Linked DNA regions of Ovis aries: region 1 is linked to region 2. Evidence: chromatin contacts called from public Hi-C data. All regions are on one chromosome and are shown on one strand. The core of a region is the stretch at or near the end of the contact, and the rest is flanking DNA. Distances in the headings are between cores, read along the strand shown. Region 1 overlaps PLEKHG1 (pleckstrin homology and RhoGEF domain containing G1). Region 2 has its middle 49 kb from the start of IYD.

Region 1 (3,600 bases), core at 796-3,295, 380 kb before region 2:
CCCAATAACCTTGACTCTTGCTTCCTATACATACATCCTTCTCCCCACCTGAGCTTCTGAAGTTTATTGCTTTGAGGCTTCTTTTGGTTATGATTGTTGTCATATGTTATCAATGTTTAGGGAACTATAAAAAGATAAGTTAAGGGCCTTAACATGAATTATTTTGCCCAAGGATTCAAAGAAGAAAAAAAATAAGGTAGGCTTTCTTGCATCTTAAATGTCATTTTCATTTTTCAAGGCAGTGTGACTGAGCCTATATTATGCTAAGAATAACTTACAAAATAATTTTACTTTGTTGCAGTATGTGACATCACAGTAAAAATGTCTAGGCTAAGTGGCAATTAAAAAACAAAAGCCTTGATGCAGTCACCTTAATTTTGAGAAAATAAGCGTTTATTCTTTTTTATAACACTGATATTTTTACCATACATTTAGAGTTTGAGGTTACTAGTCAAGTTAATTTTAGACACAAATGTTAGCTCAATTTCTGTGAAGGGCATTTGCAGAACCATGTGTATATAGAAAATCCAACAGTTTCTACCTGCACCCTATTCCCAATTAATCTGGACAAAAGTTAGTGTATATACCACATATATAGATGGACCATATGGCTAATTTCCAGGAAGTTTCTTAATATTTGTAAGCTTGACTTTAAGAACTCAGTATTTTTTTATTGCCTTGACATTTAATATCAAAAAGTACTATTCCCACATTTTCCACTAGAGGTCAGTCAAGGACCATCACAGAATTTAAGGACCAGAAGGAGGTTTTGTTCTTTGTCGTTTGTTTAGTTGCTAAGTTGTGTTGACTCTTTAGGAGGAACCTAACTTCTTAAGGTGTTAAATAGTAGAACAATGATACATTTTTTGATATTTTTCCCATTATGTATTTCATTTAATAAGAGTAAATATCTTTTGAAAGCTTTAAGAAAATAATTGAAGAAATAGTCTTAAGGAAAGTGAAAAATTCAAATTAGTAATAATCCTGCTTAAATAAAATAGAAAATTATCACAACCTTATAGTGGATATAATATAGTAAATAAGAGTGCTTTCATTTTCCCTGGGAACAATGTAGTTAAGACGATCTTTGGGGCCAGGCAGAACTGGGTTTGAATCTGGACTCAGTCCAGATTGCATAAACTAGTCCTAATTGCATAAACTAGGGCAGTTTACTTTCCATCTCTGAGCCTCTGTTTTTATTTCTCTAGAATGGGGAGAACAAGACCTTTAGCAGAAGGCATTTTGCTAAAAGGAAGAAATAAGCATACAAAGTACTCAGCACACTGTATGGTGCTCAAGCATTTGTAGCTGAAAAAATAGATTTTACATCCTAAAAGGGTCAGGGACAAAAAAGTACAATTCTACCGTGACTCTATTAACCCTTATAAAATATAAAGGGAACACTGCTTGGAATATACACCCCCTAGTGTGGGAGAAAGAGGAAGTTCCGTAAGCTAGCTTCATTTTGTAATGGCCAATAACTGCCTTTCAGAACCCCTTTGGCAGTTTTGATTTTCCCAGGGACAGGTGAACAACAGGTGGGGCTTATGAATGGCACCTGCCATGGCTCAGAAGGGCATTCCAAGAGACGAGGCCAGCAGACAAATGATTAAGTATGAAGAAAATGCATTCACCTCTCTGCGTGAGTTACCTGACCCCTTGGAAGGCCCTGATGAGCTGAGACTCACGCCTCAGTCAAAGCCCACACCCATGCACATTCATTTCCTGGGCACAGAAGTGCTGCTGACAGCCCCTGAGGACAAGCTTCAAAGACTTTTCAAAAAGTATGCAAAGAGCAAACAGACTTTGTTTCTCAGAAATCTCAGATAGCGTCATTTCCCACCCAGTTCTACTCTCATGAGCATCGTCCCATTTACCGCTCTACTTGCCTCCTCTCTGCCCCAGCATAGACCCCTTCCCCATACATGTGGATCCTCATATCCTTTAGGACATCTAACCTTTCCCTTCACTCTAGAACAGCAAGCAACGCATAATCACAGCCGCCCCCGGAGCCTGTCATCACCCAGAAGTGCCCTCCCTTGCAGGTAGGACTCCAGAAGTCCCTCCTTCAGTGACAGATCTCTGTATTTCCATCTCTCCACCCAGACTCTTGCTGAACCAGTTCTCTGACTCATCCTTCATGCACCTGTTTTCCTGGTTGGTTTCACGCTCCACTCAGCCTGGGAATTATGCTCAATCACTGCAGGTTGGATACTGGTTAGCACTCTGCCTTCCCTGTTGACCTTTCCCCTCACGGCTCTGCTGGTCCCCAACCTTGGGCAACCCATGTGTGCCAGGGTTCTTCACACTAGTTTCAAAGTTGCTGAGTAATCACATTGGTTTGTGGTGGTCAGCCTCAGTGGGGTCCAGGATTCCTTTCACAGATGGCTGTAGTCAGCCCCACTGACTCTCTAGCCCATGGTTTTATAAAAATTATTTATTTGGTTGTACTAGGTCTTAGCTATGGCACATGGTATCTCTGATCTCCACTGCTGAATCCAAGATCTTTACTTGTGGCATGGGAACTCTTAATTGCGGCATGTGGGATCTATTTCCCTGACCAGGGATCAAACCCAGGCCCCCAGCATTGGGAGCACAGAGTCTTAGCCCCTGGACTACCAGGAAAGTCCCTAGTCTATGTTCTTTAGCACGTGCTCTGAATCTCCCTAATTGCCCTTGGACACCTAGCCCCATCTTTGCTTCCACTCACCCAGCAGATGCTATTACCAGCAACTTTAGTGAAGGCACACCCTTTAAGCTCTCTCAAGTCCACCTCAAAGTTTATCCTCTCTTTATTTTTCTTCTTCCCCTAGCTCAGGGAAGATGTTTCTGACTCTTGACAAGACTAACCCCTACACCTACTGGTAAAGTTAATATAAAAAGTGTAATTAGTATAGAGAAGGTGAATGGATTTCTTAATTTTATATACAGTTGCACCAATTTTTGGTTCCTAAGACCAAGGGAATTAGTTCTAGATTTTAAAAGCTTGAAGAAGCCATGTTTTTATATATGGAGGTGTGCATTAGCAGTTCTTGCATATTTTTTCAGTAAATAGTAAGTTTTGAGTTCCCATCATTATATTCACAATCTAATGTTTTTATTAGACTATATTTACAGTACACACCCCCACCCCAAATTTTGGATTAAGGATGCCCCTATCCTTCCGTCTCCCCAGAGTTACATTCCAAGGAGTACCCCACCTCTTATCTTTCCTGTCTCCTGTTTCCTTTCCTCATCCCCTCAGCTTACATGCTCACGACATTCTTCATGAGGGCAAAGTGTCTTTCTTTGCTCTTATCTCTCCTCAAACTACTACTGCTTGTCCTTTCTGAACTTTGCTTAAAAAAAGAAGGCCACACACAGTCTGTTCCTTATTTCTCTTCAACCCACTGCTCTTTCTCTCCCTTATCTCTTAGTTGCCAAACCTAATATCTGCTTTTGTTGGAATCTGTTGTCATCTCTTCGGCCTTTGAGACAGTTACTCCACTCTTTCCCAGGGAGGTTCTTTCCTTCTTTCCTTACCATACTTTCTCTTTCGGTTTTCTTACTGCCTCATTTGGCCACTTTTTCTTTGGTTCTTCTCCAAATCCTCCGCCCCTT
Region 2 (3,605 bases), core at 645-3,144:
GTAACTATCAGGAGGCAGAAATCACTGGAGCCATCTTGTAGACCGGACATGGCAACAAAGGACTTAGAGCCTGTTTTCTTAAGGGCTAGATTAAAACAACTTAAAAAAAATTATGTATGCTGTTTTATAGAAAAACTTCCTTGATCCAAACTTCATCAAGATCCCTTAATCTAGACAAATGCTAAAAACAGAAAGCTATTTTCCAAGGCTAGATTTTGCTTGTGCCTGACTGGGTCTGGTATGAGTGGACTGGTTTTTGGGGAGTGGAACATGACATTTCCCACCCTGAGACAAATAGTTTTAACAATAGTTTTGTATCTTACCAAACTCTATATTGCTGGTGAGTATGTATAGTAAATGGGCTTCCCCGGTGGCTCAGATGGTAAAGAATCCTCCTGCAATGTGGGAGGCCTGGGTTCAATCCCTGGGTTGGGAAGATTCCCTGATAAGGGAATGGCTACCCACTTCCGTACTCTTGCCTGGATAATTCCCTGGACAGAGGAGCCTGGTGGGCTACAGTCCATGAGGTCGCAAAGAGTTGGACACGACTGAAGCAACTTGGCACACACACACGCTTCTGTAGTGAACATTGGACTATTTTACATCAATATCCAAGTTCTCTTCTTCCAATTCCTGAAACTGGTTCTTATTGACGGAAGGTAAATGGAAGTGTTGCACATTACCTCCAGACCGAGGCAGTTAAATGAAACAGGATTTACCCATCCTCCTCTCCTGACTGCTGATCGAATGCAAAGCCCTGATAGAGGAAACCAAGGCACCAAAAATGGCAGAGCCACTAACTGAAAAAAGCCTGGATCCCTGAATGCCTGGAGCAGGGCTCCCTGCCTTTCTCCTGAGAGACCCATGTTAAGTTGTGAAGAAAGTGAGAAATAAACCTCTGCTTTGTTAAACCACTGAAACTTTCAGGTCTTTGTTCATGTGGCCAGCACTGCTTGCTATGACTCATGCAAAGTATAAATCTTACGTAAATCTTTGCCATCCTAGAATTGAACTTAATTTTTCCAAAACTGAATCCCTGCCTACTTTCTTTTGTATTTGTGCTTTCTCATAAGATATTTCATTTTTAAACTAATAACAACAACAAAGCCCCAGACTGTTCTGGATCTTTATAACGGGTTGGTGACAGCTGTTGAAGGCCTTTGGGGGGAAAAATGTTGCCTTCTGGGTTGTAGCTTATGAGGTACAAATGTATTATATGATGTTACAACATATGACATGACACCTGGATAAAAAAAAAGGAATGTAGGGATTAAAAATAAAAGTAAATAAAGGTTATTAAAAATGATATCCTGTATACAAATTGATCCAGTATATTCAAAAATTAAAATAACTTTACTTCTTTATGAATGTCAGAGGACCACAAGGTTCTTTTTATATCCCAAGGACTGAACCAATTAAAAAAAAAAAACAACCTTTAACCATATACTTCTGGAATTAAAGGTCAGCTCTGAAAACTTCAATAACAGACTTATAAATACGAACAGTTCCTAAAATGCTGTCTGCATAATCAAGGACTATTTCTCAATGCTGCTCTATAAAAAACTAGATCACACCCTTATTTTGTGACTTAGACTGTGAATTTTTGTCTTCTCCTTGTGTTAATGGAGCACCACGAGGAAACTGAGGAAAGCACGGTCAATGTGTCCCCTTTATTCCATCCATCTTTCACCCTCTTGGATCTACTGTCCCTTCACACCAGCCACTCCAGGAGCCACCAACACCCCAGGGGGCCTCTCCTTCCATCTCTTGGCTCAGCAGCAGGGCCCCAGCCAGGAGGTGGGCCTGCCAGCCCCCAGGCTGCCCTGCTTTCCACTTCCACACAGGGAGCCTTTCTGTGGCCACGTTTGTGGCTTGATGATGTCAGACTAGCTAAATCTCATTTCTCTCTTCCGGCCTCTAAGTCTCTTAGTTCCCTTTATTGGCTCTGGACTTGGTCCACAGGATGTCCTACCAAACTTTTCCTCTGGGGGCCTGTGTCTCGCTCTAGAGGGAGTGCTGGCTGGGGCGGGGCGGGGGAGGGGGGGTTAGACTGGGAGATGGCAAATCTCAGTGACCACAGGACAGGCTCGTAACATGGCTGGTCTTGCTGGTTCAGATTCAGGCTGGGAATATTTCCTCTTCCCCCCACTTCCTCTTTTTTCAAAAGGCAAAGACAAATAAAGCTGAATAAAGAGAGCTATCATTTGCTTTGTATCTTGGGACATTTCTCTAACGTCTTTCCAAAAGCTGAGCCCCTTACATGCAAAATAAAATGAATGATACAGAGTGAAGTAAGCCAGAAAGAAAAACACCAATACAGTATACTAACACATGTATATGGAATTTAGGAAGATGGCAATGACGACCCTGTATGCAAGACAGGGAAAGAGACACAGATGTGTATAACGGACTTTTGGACTCAGAGGGAGAGGGAGAGGGTGGGATGATTTGGGAGAATGACATTCTAACATGTATACTATCATGTGAATTGAATCGCCAGTCTATGTCTGACGCAGGATGCAGCATGCTTGGGGCTGGTGCATGGGGATGACCCAGAAAGATGTTATGGGGAGGGAGGTGGGAGGGGGGTTCATGTTTGGGAATGCATGTAAGAATTAAAGATTTTAAAATTTAAAAAATAAAAAACTAAAAAAATAAAAAAAAAAAAATAAAAATAAAATGAATGGCATCTTTAAGAGGGTTGGGGAATTGATGTACTATACAAGAAAATTTCCAGAACGTTCGAGAGTATGTTTTTCCTCTCCATCAGTATGTGTAAGAAAGAAAAGAGACCCAGACCACTGATGGAAGTGGATGAAAAATAAAGGAATCTGTGGCAAAGGAATAGTCAGAATACTTGAGCTGAAAACAAAGGAGAGTGATCGTTTTTACAACCTAGCCTTAGACACTGAACAGTTGATTCGGGTGACTAACTCTAGCACATCTGTATTTACATGATCTAGAAACGTAAATTACGAACACACAGGAAAATTCGGGGGTTGCCCGGGGAGAGAGAAAAGATAGTATCTGATTACATTGGTGTCTTTGTCCTTATCTATATGAAGTCCTGATCTAGCATGCGTGCGCCACCTGGTGGAGTCACAATACCTACCTTCACTTGGAAATGGATTCAATTCAGCAAGATGCTTTCAATTTCCCATCAACGGCAATGAAAGGGGATTGAAAAAGTATTTTTGTGGCAACCACATGTAGGGTATTTCCAAATTATGTAAGCCAATGATGAGTGAAAACTTACGAACTTCACACAAATGCCTGATTTCATCATCTAAAGGCATCCATTCAATGTCAAAGTGTGTATTGTGTCTGGACACCAAAGACACCCACCAGCTCTGCAGATAGTTCCTGCCTTCCAAAGCAGTTACAGACATCTCCCTTCTGTTTTCAAGGTACTAAGAGGTAGTGATAGTAGTACTAGTGGCAGCTAATAAAGAGAGAGAAGAATCCCTAAACTCAGTAGCCATCCTTCAAATAACCAACAGCTGATGTTTGCCATAAAGCAATAACATTGACCTGCCGAATCTCTTGCTCTGAAATTGTGGGGTGGGGGGCGGTTTTTGTAAATCTAGTTACTCTAAATGTGAAGA

The links. Hi-C and Micro-C count contacts between places; a contact is called where the count stands out from the background.
Region 1: a Hi-C map of tail adipose tissue shows a contact between it and region 2, with 8 times the contacts expected there. The contact joins two enhancer-like sites. A contact is called at or near these places in 15 of 16 Hi-C or Micro-C datasets (blood, hypothalamus, liver and 7 more).

Annotation. Positions count from the first base shown.
Region 1 is chr8:75,740,901-75,744,500 of ARS-UI_Ramb_v3.0, reverse strand. All of the region lies in intron 11 of PLEKHG1 (pleckstrin homology and RhoGEF domain containing G1), which reads right to left. Among named protein-coding and RNA genes, the nearest start is that of TRNAS-GGA, 23 kb to the left of the region's middle. Within about 2 kb of position 2,045, at least 9 of the 54 cell types and tissues checked have an H3K27ac peak or open chromatin away from gene starts, as enhancers often do.
Region 2 is chr8:75,364,315-75,367,919 of ARS-UI_Ramb_v3.0, reverse strand. No RefSeq gene overlaps it. Among named protein-coding and RNA genes, the nearest start is that of IYD, 49 kb to the right of the region's middle. Within about 2 kb of position 1,894, at least 16 of the 54 cell types and tissues checked have an H3K27ac peak or open chromatin away from gene starts, as enhancers often do.